Regions from separate parts of the Pan troglodytes genome. Here all the other regions are linked to region 1. The links are chromatin contacts, called in public Hi-C maps. All regions are on one chromosome and are shown on one strand. The core of a region is the stretch at or near the end of the contact, and the rest is flanking DNA. Distances in the headings are between cores, read along the strand shown.

Region 1 (3,080 bases), core at 400-2,899:
GCGCCACTGCATTCCAGCTTGGGCAACAGGAGCAAAACTCCGTTTCAAAAAAGCAAGCAAGCAAACAAAAAAATGCAGAAACCGAGATCCGGAAGAAAACCTCGGCGAGATTCACAGAATCCAGGAAAATAGGTCTCTAGAAATTTGTCCATGGTCCCAGATCTCCATTTCTTGTGGATGGGGCAGCTGTTACCAGATCCCTAGAAGCAAAGGTTTTTTTGGGGGACCGTGTCTCACTGTTGCCCAGGCTGGAGGGCAGTGGCACGATCTCGGCTTACTACAACCTCCGCCTCCCAGGCTCAAGCGACTCTCCTGCGTCAGCTTCAAGAGTAGCTGGGATTACAAGGTATGTGCCACCACGCCCGACTTATTTTATTTATTATTTTTATTTAGTAGAGAGGTGTTTCACCATGTTGGCCAGGTTAGTGTCGAAGTCGTGACCTCAGGTGATCAGCCCCCTCGGCCTCCCAAAGTGGTACGATTAGAGGGGTGAGCAGAAAGCAAAGGTTTTTGAGTGGCCACAGGCCCCACTCTATTTCCTTTTCTGCCTGTAATGGCAACCTAGACGCTTGAGCTTCTTAAAATACAAGAGTAAGTTGCATGTCAGGCACCGTTCTACATTAGGGACATTAGTCTGTTTTTTACAGACACCTTTCAACTCCTTGGTTAACTTTTAGGTAATATACTCTGCACTTTAGCAGGAATGGAACCTGTAACTCTCACAGAATTAGGAAAGTGAGGCTGCCTACAGCCTAAATTGAGAAAAAAATAGACGGGGGACTAGTCGGAGGACCAAACAAGGTTACCAACACGTTAGAGTTTTGCCTTCAATTTACATTTTTAAAGTAATCACAAGGAAGTTTTTAGATCACGAGGCATCCCTGCATGTAAACTGTTAGGCACTAACTATGGTCGATCTTACAAAGCATTAACTAGAATATTTCCTTAGAGTATGATAGTACGTAACTGACCTACTATTACATACAAACAGACCAACCTTTAGTAACAGAGCTCCCCAAAAACCGAAAAGCAGTAATACGCTTTGCTCAAGGTTGGCATAAAATTAACTTACCTTAGTACCTTTTTTCCTTCTACCTACAAGCAGTGAGGTTAGCTCTTCCTTTGAAACGGTAGGGGGGCTCTGAAAAGAGCCTTTGGGTTTGATAGCGTTTCCGGGAGCTCAGATGCCTGTCAAATCACTTGCCCTTGGCCTTGTGGTGACTCTCGGTCTTCTTAGGCAGAAGCACGGCCTGGATGTTAGGAAGGACGCCGCCCTGAGCAATGGTCACCCGGCCTAGCAGTTTGTTGAGCTCCTCGTCGTTGCGGATGGCCAGCTGCAAGTGGCGCGGGATGATGCGAGTCTTCTTGTTGTCGCGAGCCGCGTTGCCGGCCAGCTCCAGGATCTCGGCGGTCAGGTACTCTAACACCGCCGCCAGGTACACCGGCGCGCCTGCCCCAACCCGCTCTGCGTAGTTGCCTTTGCGGAGCAGGCGGTGCACTCGGCCCACCGGGAACTGGAGACCAGCGCGAGAAGAGCGGGATTTCGCTTTGGCGCGAGCTTTGCCTCCCTGCTTACCACGTCCAGACATTGCAATCAGACAAAATTACCAAAACCAGCGGCCTAAGCTCACGAGAAAACAAACAAAATCAAGAAATATGTAAAACATGGCTGCTTTTATAGGTAGTTCCTGGGGAGTAAATCCGACTTTTTGATTGGTCGGTAGCAAATGCTAGTCAGATAGCCAATAGAAAAGCTGTACTTTCATACCTCATTTGCATAGCTCTGCCCACGGATGACAACTCTGCAGTTTGTCTTCCAATTAACTAAGAGGTACTCTCCATCCCTCATTAGCATAAAAGCCCTATAAGTAGCAGAAATCTGCTCTTTACTTTCGACACATTTCTGGTGTTTTAAGATGCCTGAGCCAGCCAAGTCTGCTCCCGCCCCGAAGAAGGGCTCCAAGAAGGCGGTGACCAAAGCGCAGAAGAAAGATGGCAAGAAGCGCAAGCGCAGCCGCAAGGAGAGTTACTCTGTGTACGTGTACAAGGTGCTGAAGCAGGTCCATCCCGACACTGGCATCTCTTCTAAGGCCATGGGCATCATGAATTCTTTCGTTAACGACATATTTGAGCGCATCGCGGGCGAGGCTTCCCGCCTGGCGCATTACAACAAGCGCTCGACCATCACCTCCAGGGAGATCCAGACGGCCGTGCGCCTGCTGCTTCCCGGAGAGCTGGCCAAGCACGCTGTGTCGGAGGGCACCAAGGCGGTCACCAAGTACACCAGCTCCAAGTAAACATTCCAAGTAAGCGTCTTAACACCTAACCCCAAAGGCTCTTTTAAGAGCCACCCACATACCCACTAAACGAGCTGTGGCCAGACGCCAAATTTTATTTGGCGGCGGAGGGGTATTAGAATGTAGGGACTGGAGAGGGGTGGGGACAAATGTTGCAGCTTAGAGAGGGACAAAGGGTCCTGAACCCGAAAGAAGCCAGCCATTAAAAATGGGTTTGGGGTCAATTCGTTGTGCTTAAATTTAAAATGGAGACAAGCGGCCATTTTGCTAACTCGGCGTTCCCGGAAATAACCTCAAGCTCGCTTAGGTTTCAGACCCAGCTGTCTGTCCCTGTCTACGTCGCCAGGATCAACGGTTGCCGTAATGTCATAATTTCGCCACCAGCTTCTAGCCAATAGGCTGTCCTGTCATTTTAAATATTAACCAATCGTGGGAAAGCTGTTTTGAGACTCTGATTTACATAGCGGACCGGAGTGGGAACCTGGGCAGTAACTGCCTAAGGAAGGACACCCCCTCTGTTTTAGTGGCGCACACCTTCGTAGTATACTGAAGGGTGTGTCTCCTGGGTTTCCAACTGCCCCGGTAATAGTCTTTTAACCTAATATGCGTCAGTTTTGATAACAACACTAAGGCAGTACAGAACTAAAGATGTAAGCACTGCGCCAGATGTTGCTTCATACATCTTATTCTATTCAACTGGTTTATTCAAGATTCAAATCAAATCAAATTTTGCTTGAATCCCAGTGCTCAGTCAGCCATAAATGGTGTGTTGCCTGATTGAAA
Region 2 (2,838 bases), core at 102-2,601, 1.7 Mb before region 1:
AAAAAAAAAAAAAAAAAAAAAAAAAATTCAGAGTATAACCCTGTATTTATTAATAAGAAAGAAAATCTAATATACGGAATCAAAGTTGCTCCATAATGGTTGATAACAAATCTTTAGTTGGGTCATATACAGTGTCTTTTTAAAAACCTACAAGCGTCCAAGCGAAGCGGCTCACGCCTGTAATCCCAGCACTTTGGGAGGCTGAGGCGGGCGGATCACGATGTCAAGAGATCAAGAGCATCCTGTCCAACATGGTGAAACCTGGTCTTCACTAAAAATACAAAAAATTAGCTGGGCGTGGTGGCGCATGCCTGTAGTCCGCGCTAATCCGGAGGTTGAGGCATGAGAATCACTTGAACCCGGGAGGTGGAGGTTGCAGTGAGCCGAGATTGCACCACTGCCCTCCGGCCTGACGACAGAGCGAGACTCCATCCAAAAAAAAAAAAAATCCCCACACACAAAACCTACAAACACCAATTTTCTAGTTATAAGAACTTGTTTTAAGGATTTTAATTCTATTCCAATTAAGTCCTAAAGCTAACGCAATTATCAAAATTTCGAAGAGATTTTATTCAGACTTCACAAAAGGTCTCTAAAGTTGTCCAGAAACCTTGGTGAAACAGATTAGGAAATTTGGAAAGGAAATAATGCGGAGACCCGTAGTACCAAATCATGAGACCTCTAATACAATTTTAAATAATGTAATAAAAATTTAAATTTTGGTGTAATAAAATCATAAATTTCAATATTGGTCCCAAGTATAGAGAAAAAGTAAATTTATGTTGAATGTGGAAAACATTATTTTTAAAATACAGCCGATTAAAAAATTGCTGGGGAACTGATTAAAACTATTGATAATTCCTAAGAAACATAGACACCAAAACATCACTTTTATCTCTTTAATAGAAATTGGTTAAATTATAATCAATATAAGGAGGTTACAAAACTCCATATACAACACCGTATACATTTTCTTGGAAAAATATGTGCAACTGCTCTGCAAAATACATTATTAACTAGCCTGTGTGATGGGATAACAGATTGTAGTTTCTTAATTTCTTGTCCTTTCTTGTATTTCCCACAGTATTGATGTATATCTTCTGCGTTCAAAAGCAATTTTTTAAAGCCTCATAACGTGGTAACAAAATACTTTGCACATTACAAAATTCAGAACACGGAAACAAGAAGCTAGCTTTTTTTCCCCCCCTATTTCGGTTTGGCCCTTTAGATTTCCCCTCCCCCACCGGGGCGGGACTTCCCGCCGACTTCTTTCAGGTTCTCAGTTCGGTCCGCCAACTGTCGTATAAAGGCGCTGCCTCAGGCCAGAGTCCTCACAAAGCGTTGGGTGAGACTCCTCTTGCTCATCATGTCTGGCCGCGGCAAAGGCGGGAAGGGTCTTGGCAAAGGCGGCGCTAAGCGCCATCGTAAAGTATTGCGCGACAATATCCAGGGCATCACCAAGCCGGCTATCCGGCGCCTTGCTCGCCGCGGCGGCGTGAAGCGCATCTCCGGCCTCATCTACGAGGAGACTCGCGGGGTGCTGAAGGTGTTCCTGGAGAACGTGATCCGGGACGCCGTGACCTATACAGAGCACGCCAAGCGCAAGACGGTCACCGCCATGGATGTGGTCTACGCGCTCAAGCGCCAGGGCCGCACCCTCTACGGTTTCGGTGGTTGAGCGTCCTTTTCTATCAACAAAAGGCCCTTTTCAGGGCCCCCACTTTCTCAGCTGAGGAGCCGTGATGCTTGTTTGCCCGGTTTCTCTTTACCATTTGTTAGCGCCTGCTGAGTTTGTGCTGCTATCGGAGCATGCGTCTCTAGTCGCTGTAAGTAGGCATCAGTCACTAATCGCTCTCCAGTAAATAAAATACCCAACACAACTTGTTTCAGGTGCTCCAGGGCTTACTGACATGGGCCGTCGCGCAGACTGTAGTGCAGTGTCATCATGGCTCACTGTAGCCTCCCGATTAGCCGGAACCTCGCGCCCACCACCACGCAAGGCTAATTATTTTTCCAAAGACCGGGTCTCCATGTGTTTCCCAGGTTAGTTTCGATATCCTGGCCTCAATCCCCTCGCCTATGCCTAATGTTGGTATTACAGTAGAGAGCCACCACGCCTGGCCACGATACTGTTCTTGAGGTTTTAGCGTTAGTTACATTTAAGGGGCAATTTTCGCAGTGTAGTTGGGGAGGAAAGTCAAGCAGTTATAGGTTTCTGGCGCTGTGAATCCAACTGCTGAACATAGCAAGAACTTATGCAACAACCTTTAATCAGTGGACCGTAAGTAAGTTTAGTTTATCGGTTTTGGCCCAATTCTTGAGAAAGGTGAGAATTTGAATCCTTGAGTAGAAATACGTAGCTTATCAGTACAACAAAGTGATCACAACAAAGACTAACTTATCCTTTGTTACTTAACGTGGGCAGAGCTAAAGCTGAGAATTCCTCAGCCTTTGAGTGTTCTCTTATTTACAACTGAAGTTGATAAGATGGTATTAAAAGTGAGATTCCTAGTAAGTAAACTTAAAGGCCTGAAGGACCAGTGATTAATGGGAAGTGCTAATAAGTCATATTTGAGGTTATCCAACCCGAGATTCTGATTTAATTGGTTTAAGGATACTATCACCTTGTGGGTTAGATTTGAAAAATAATTGCTTTAAGAAAAGAACCTGTTGGTATTTAAACAAAAAACCTTCCTTCCTGATTCTTACATGCTGTCACTTAGACAAATCTCTGGTCTACATGGCTGGATCTCTTTCTGCTAGTTAAATTCTGTGCTACCCTGTGAAAAAGAACTGAGATTAATAAAACGGTAGTGAGAACACAGGGAAAGATAAAAA
Region 3 (2,988 bases), core at 229-2,728, 1.7 Mb before region 1:
GCTATTTCACAAATGCCCGAAACGACTGTGATTACCCCTCTAGAGATGGCGCCATTTGATTCCAGCAGCCACAAAGCACTAGAACAATCGGTGCTAAGAGGTGACAGGAAAAACAGGCTGCAAAGACCCAGACAATGGAATGCAGCGGTGGTCAGCCTAAAACACTGTAGAAGGGCAAGATGAGCTGAGTAATTTTTAACTGGGCATCATTTTTAGAAACTGGAGTTTAACTACCCCCCTTTCCATTTTTTCCTGAAGTCGTGGGCAGGGCGCAAGGTCTGTGAATCGGCCGACCGGATGCAGCTGGTGTGGAGAGTTCCCAATCAGGTCCGATTTATTACTATATAAACTACTGCTGCGAGGCTTGCAGTGTTGCATTTTGTTTAGTACAAGACATGTCTGGGCGCGGCAAAGGCGGGAAGGGTCTGGGCAAAGGAGGCGCTAAGCGCCACCGCAAAGTTTTGCGCGACAACATTCAGGGCATCACCAAGCCCGCCATCCGACGCCTGGCACGGCGTGGAGGCGTTAAGCGCATCTCAGGCCTTATATACGAGGAGACACGCGGAGTTCTTAAAGTGTTTTTGGAGAATGTAATCCGCGATGCAGTTACCTACACGGAGCACGCCAAACGCAAGACAGTCACAGCCATGGACGTGGTTTACGCGCTCAAGCGCCAGGGCCGCACCCTCTATGGCTGTGAAAGAGCTGTAGACTAAAGACAGTTAATTTCTTAAGAACACTTAAACGTATGGCAGTTTTGGCAAATCAGCGATTCCACATAAGCAGTCGCTGAAGTTTGAGGTTCGGTGCCCCTTTCAGCATTACTTAGTGGTTAAAAGTGACGGCTTCTCTGATACACGGCCAAATCTATAACGCCTCTCTGGCTTTTGCAAAAGTCATAGTGAAACAGCCGGTCTCATTTATCTTGTATCGATTACTTTACCGCTACAAATGCGAGGGCTGTGTAACTGACACTGTGGTCCGCAACGCCCAAAATGCTTTAATATCGCCCTTTACAGAAAAAGTCGGCCAACTTCTAAAACATTAAGTACGTTTAAATTTGAGAAATACTGGCATACCACAACGCTCGAATTTCATGTCCCCTTCAATGCCTCCATTTACAAATTTACTCTAGTTTCACTTTTCCTTTACGTTCTTTAACTTTTTGTCAAATCAGTAATGACACCTCGTAATTAAAATAATGCAAGGCAAGTTTAGATTTATCAAGCTTATATTTAAACAGGATTTTGATGCATGAAAAATCCTAGACTTTTGGGGGATTTTTTTTTGTTTCCGTTTTTGTTTTTCTTTAGCTAGCAAAACCATTTTACGTTTCTTGACCCAAAACAGAGGCGGAATGTCTCCCTTTCACTAGCAGATTAAACTGGGAGCCAATTCCGTGTGTGAGACGTGGCATGGCACAGTCTACTGTCCAATCAGAACGCGAGGGCAGCTATAAATAACGGGATGATCAGTTTTTTTCTCTCGTTTGTGTTGAGTAGGTAGGTCTACTTAGCCATGGCACGAACAAAGCAAACTGCTCGCAAGTCCACCGGCGGCAAAGCGCCGCGCAAGCAGCTGGCCACCAAGGCGGCTCGCAAGAGCGCTCCGGCCACCGGTGGCGTCAAGAAGCCCCACCGCTACCGCCCCGGCACCGTGGCCCTGCGCGAGATCCGCCGCTACCAGAAGTCGACCGAGCTGCTAATCCGGAAGCTACCTTTTCAGCGCTTGGTACGGGAGATCGCACAGGACTTTAAGACCGATCTGCGCTTCCAGAGCTCGGCGGTGATGGCGCTGCAGGAGGCTTGCGAGGCCTACCTGGTGGGGCTATTTGAGGATACCAACCTGTGCGCCATTCACGCCAAGCGCGTCACTATTATGCCTAAAGACATCCAGCTTGCGCGCCGCATCCGAGGGGAGAGGGCATAAATATTTTCCTATCAGCCCAAGAAGTCTGTCCAACCCCAAAAGGCTCTTTTCAGAGCCCCTCAATTGTCACCAAAAGGAAGCTGTAGCTTTTGAGACGTGTCTTAGCTCCATGTTAAATACAAGCTGTGGACAAAACGTGGTAGTGGCTCAACACACTATAATGCAGGAGTCAGGTCACAGGCTGTTGGTATGCTAAATCAATTTCACATACAGAACCTGCTCCTACTGATAAGGATTATCACTCAAAAAAGACATGTCATAGGGTCAATTTTACAGATGAAGTTTAGTTTTGAAAAGTATTCCTGTTTTTATCCTTGAGGAATGTATCTCCTGCGTATCTACCTGCCCCTACTGAAGGGAACAAGTAGCACAATGAGTGTCCACAGGCTCTTGTGAGGCCGAGGCAGGCGGATCACAAGGTCAGGAGATCAAGACCATCCTGGCTAACACGGTGAAACCCCCGTGTCCACTAAAAAAAAGACTGCCGGCCGTGGTGGCACGCGCCTGTAGTCCCAGCTACTCGGGAGGCTGAGGCAGGAGGATCGCTTGAACCTGGCAGGCAGAGGTTGCAGTGAGCCGAGATCGCGCCACTGCCCTCCAGCCTGGGCTACAGAGCGAGACTCCGCCTCAAAAATACAAAAAACAAAAAACAGGCTCTGAAAACTGCACACATGAGAGTGGAACAATAGACAATAAGGACTCAGAAGGGAGGAAAGAATGAATGATAAGTTACTTAGTTGGTACAATGTAAGCTATTTAGCTCTTGTATAGCCCATGTAACTTGACCACCTTGGAGCATATGCACGTAACAAAGTTGCCATTGTACCCCATGCAAGTAACAGTTTTGACAAAAAGCTCGACACTTTTGTTCTGTTTCAATGTAATGTTTAGCAAGCCATGTGTTAGGTAGTGGGCCTCTGAGGAGGGATACTTTAACCTACTGCATGCTGTCATCTATGAAATGAACTTCTAGCTCTAAGTGGACCTTAAAAAATATTTTCCTGTCATTTCACCATATGCTTGTCATAGACTGTGGAGTTGGATTTTCATGAGATTTTT

Evidence for each region. Hi-C and Micro-C count contacts between places; a contact is called where the count stands out from the background.
Region 2: a Hi-C map of stem cell-derived neural progenitor cells shows a contact between it and region 1, with 3 times the contacts expected there. The contact joins the promoter of LOC115945179 here to the promoter of H2AC6 in region 1. A contact is called at or near these places in 2 of 7 Hi-C or Micro-C datasets (induced pluripotent stem cells and stem cell-derived neural progenitor cells).
Region 3: a contact with region 1 is called in a Hi-C map of induced pluripotent stem cells, with 2.4 times the contacts expected there. The contact joins the promoter of H4C12 here to the promoter of H2AC6 in region 1. A contact is called at or near these places in 1 of 7 Hi-C or Micro-C datasets (induced pluripotent stem cells) and 1 of 1 datasets of contacts at active chromatin or transcription factors (stem cell-derived excitatory neurons).

What each region holds. Positions count from the first base shown.
Region 1 is chr5:32,091,417-32,094,496 of NHGRI_mPanTro3-v2.0_pri, reverse strand. H2AC6 (H2A clustered histone 6) reads right to left here and starts at 1,649. Exons shown (of 3, transcript XM_003311048.6): 1 at 1,073-1,649. The coding sequence starts at 1,589. The coding sequence ends at 1,197. H2BC4 (H2B clustered histone 4) reads left to right here and starts at 1,238. Exons shown (of 3, transcript XR_010157592.1): 1 at 1,238-2,306.
Region 2 is chr5:33,796,691-33,799,528 of NHGRI_mPanTro3-v2.0_pri, reverse strand. It overlaps LOC115945179 (histone H4), which reads left to right and starts at 1,351. Exons shown (of 1, transcript NM_001374554.1): 1 at 1,351-1,719. The coding sequence starts at 1,367. The coding sequence ends at 1,678.
Region 3 is chr5:33,838,058-33,841,045 of NHGRI_mPanTro3-v2.0_pri, reverse strand. It overlaps H4C12 (H4 clustered histone 12), which reads left to right and starts at 1,478. Exons shown (of 1, transcript NM_001374553.1): 1 at 1,478-1,963. The coding sequence starts at 1,519. The coding sequence ends at 1,929.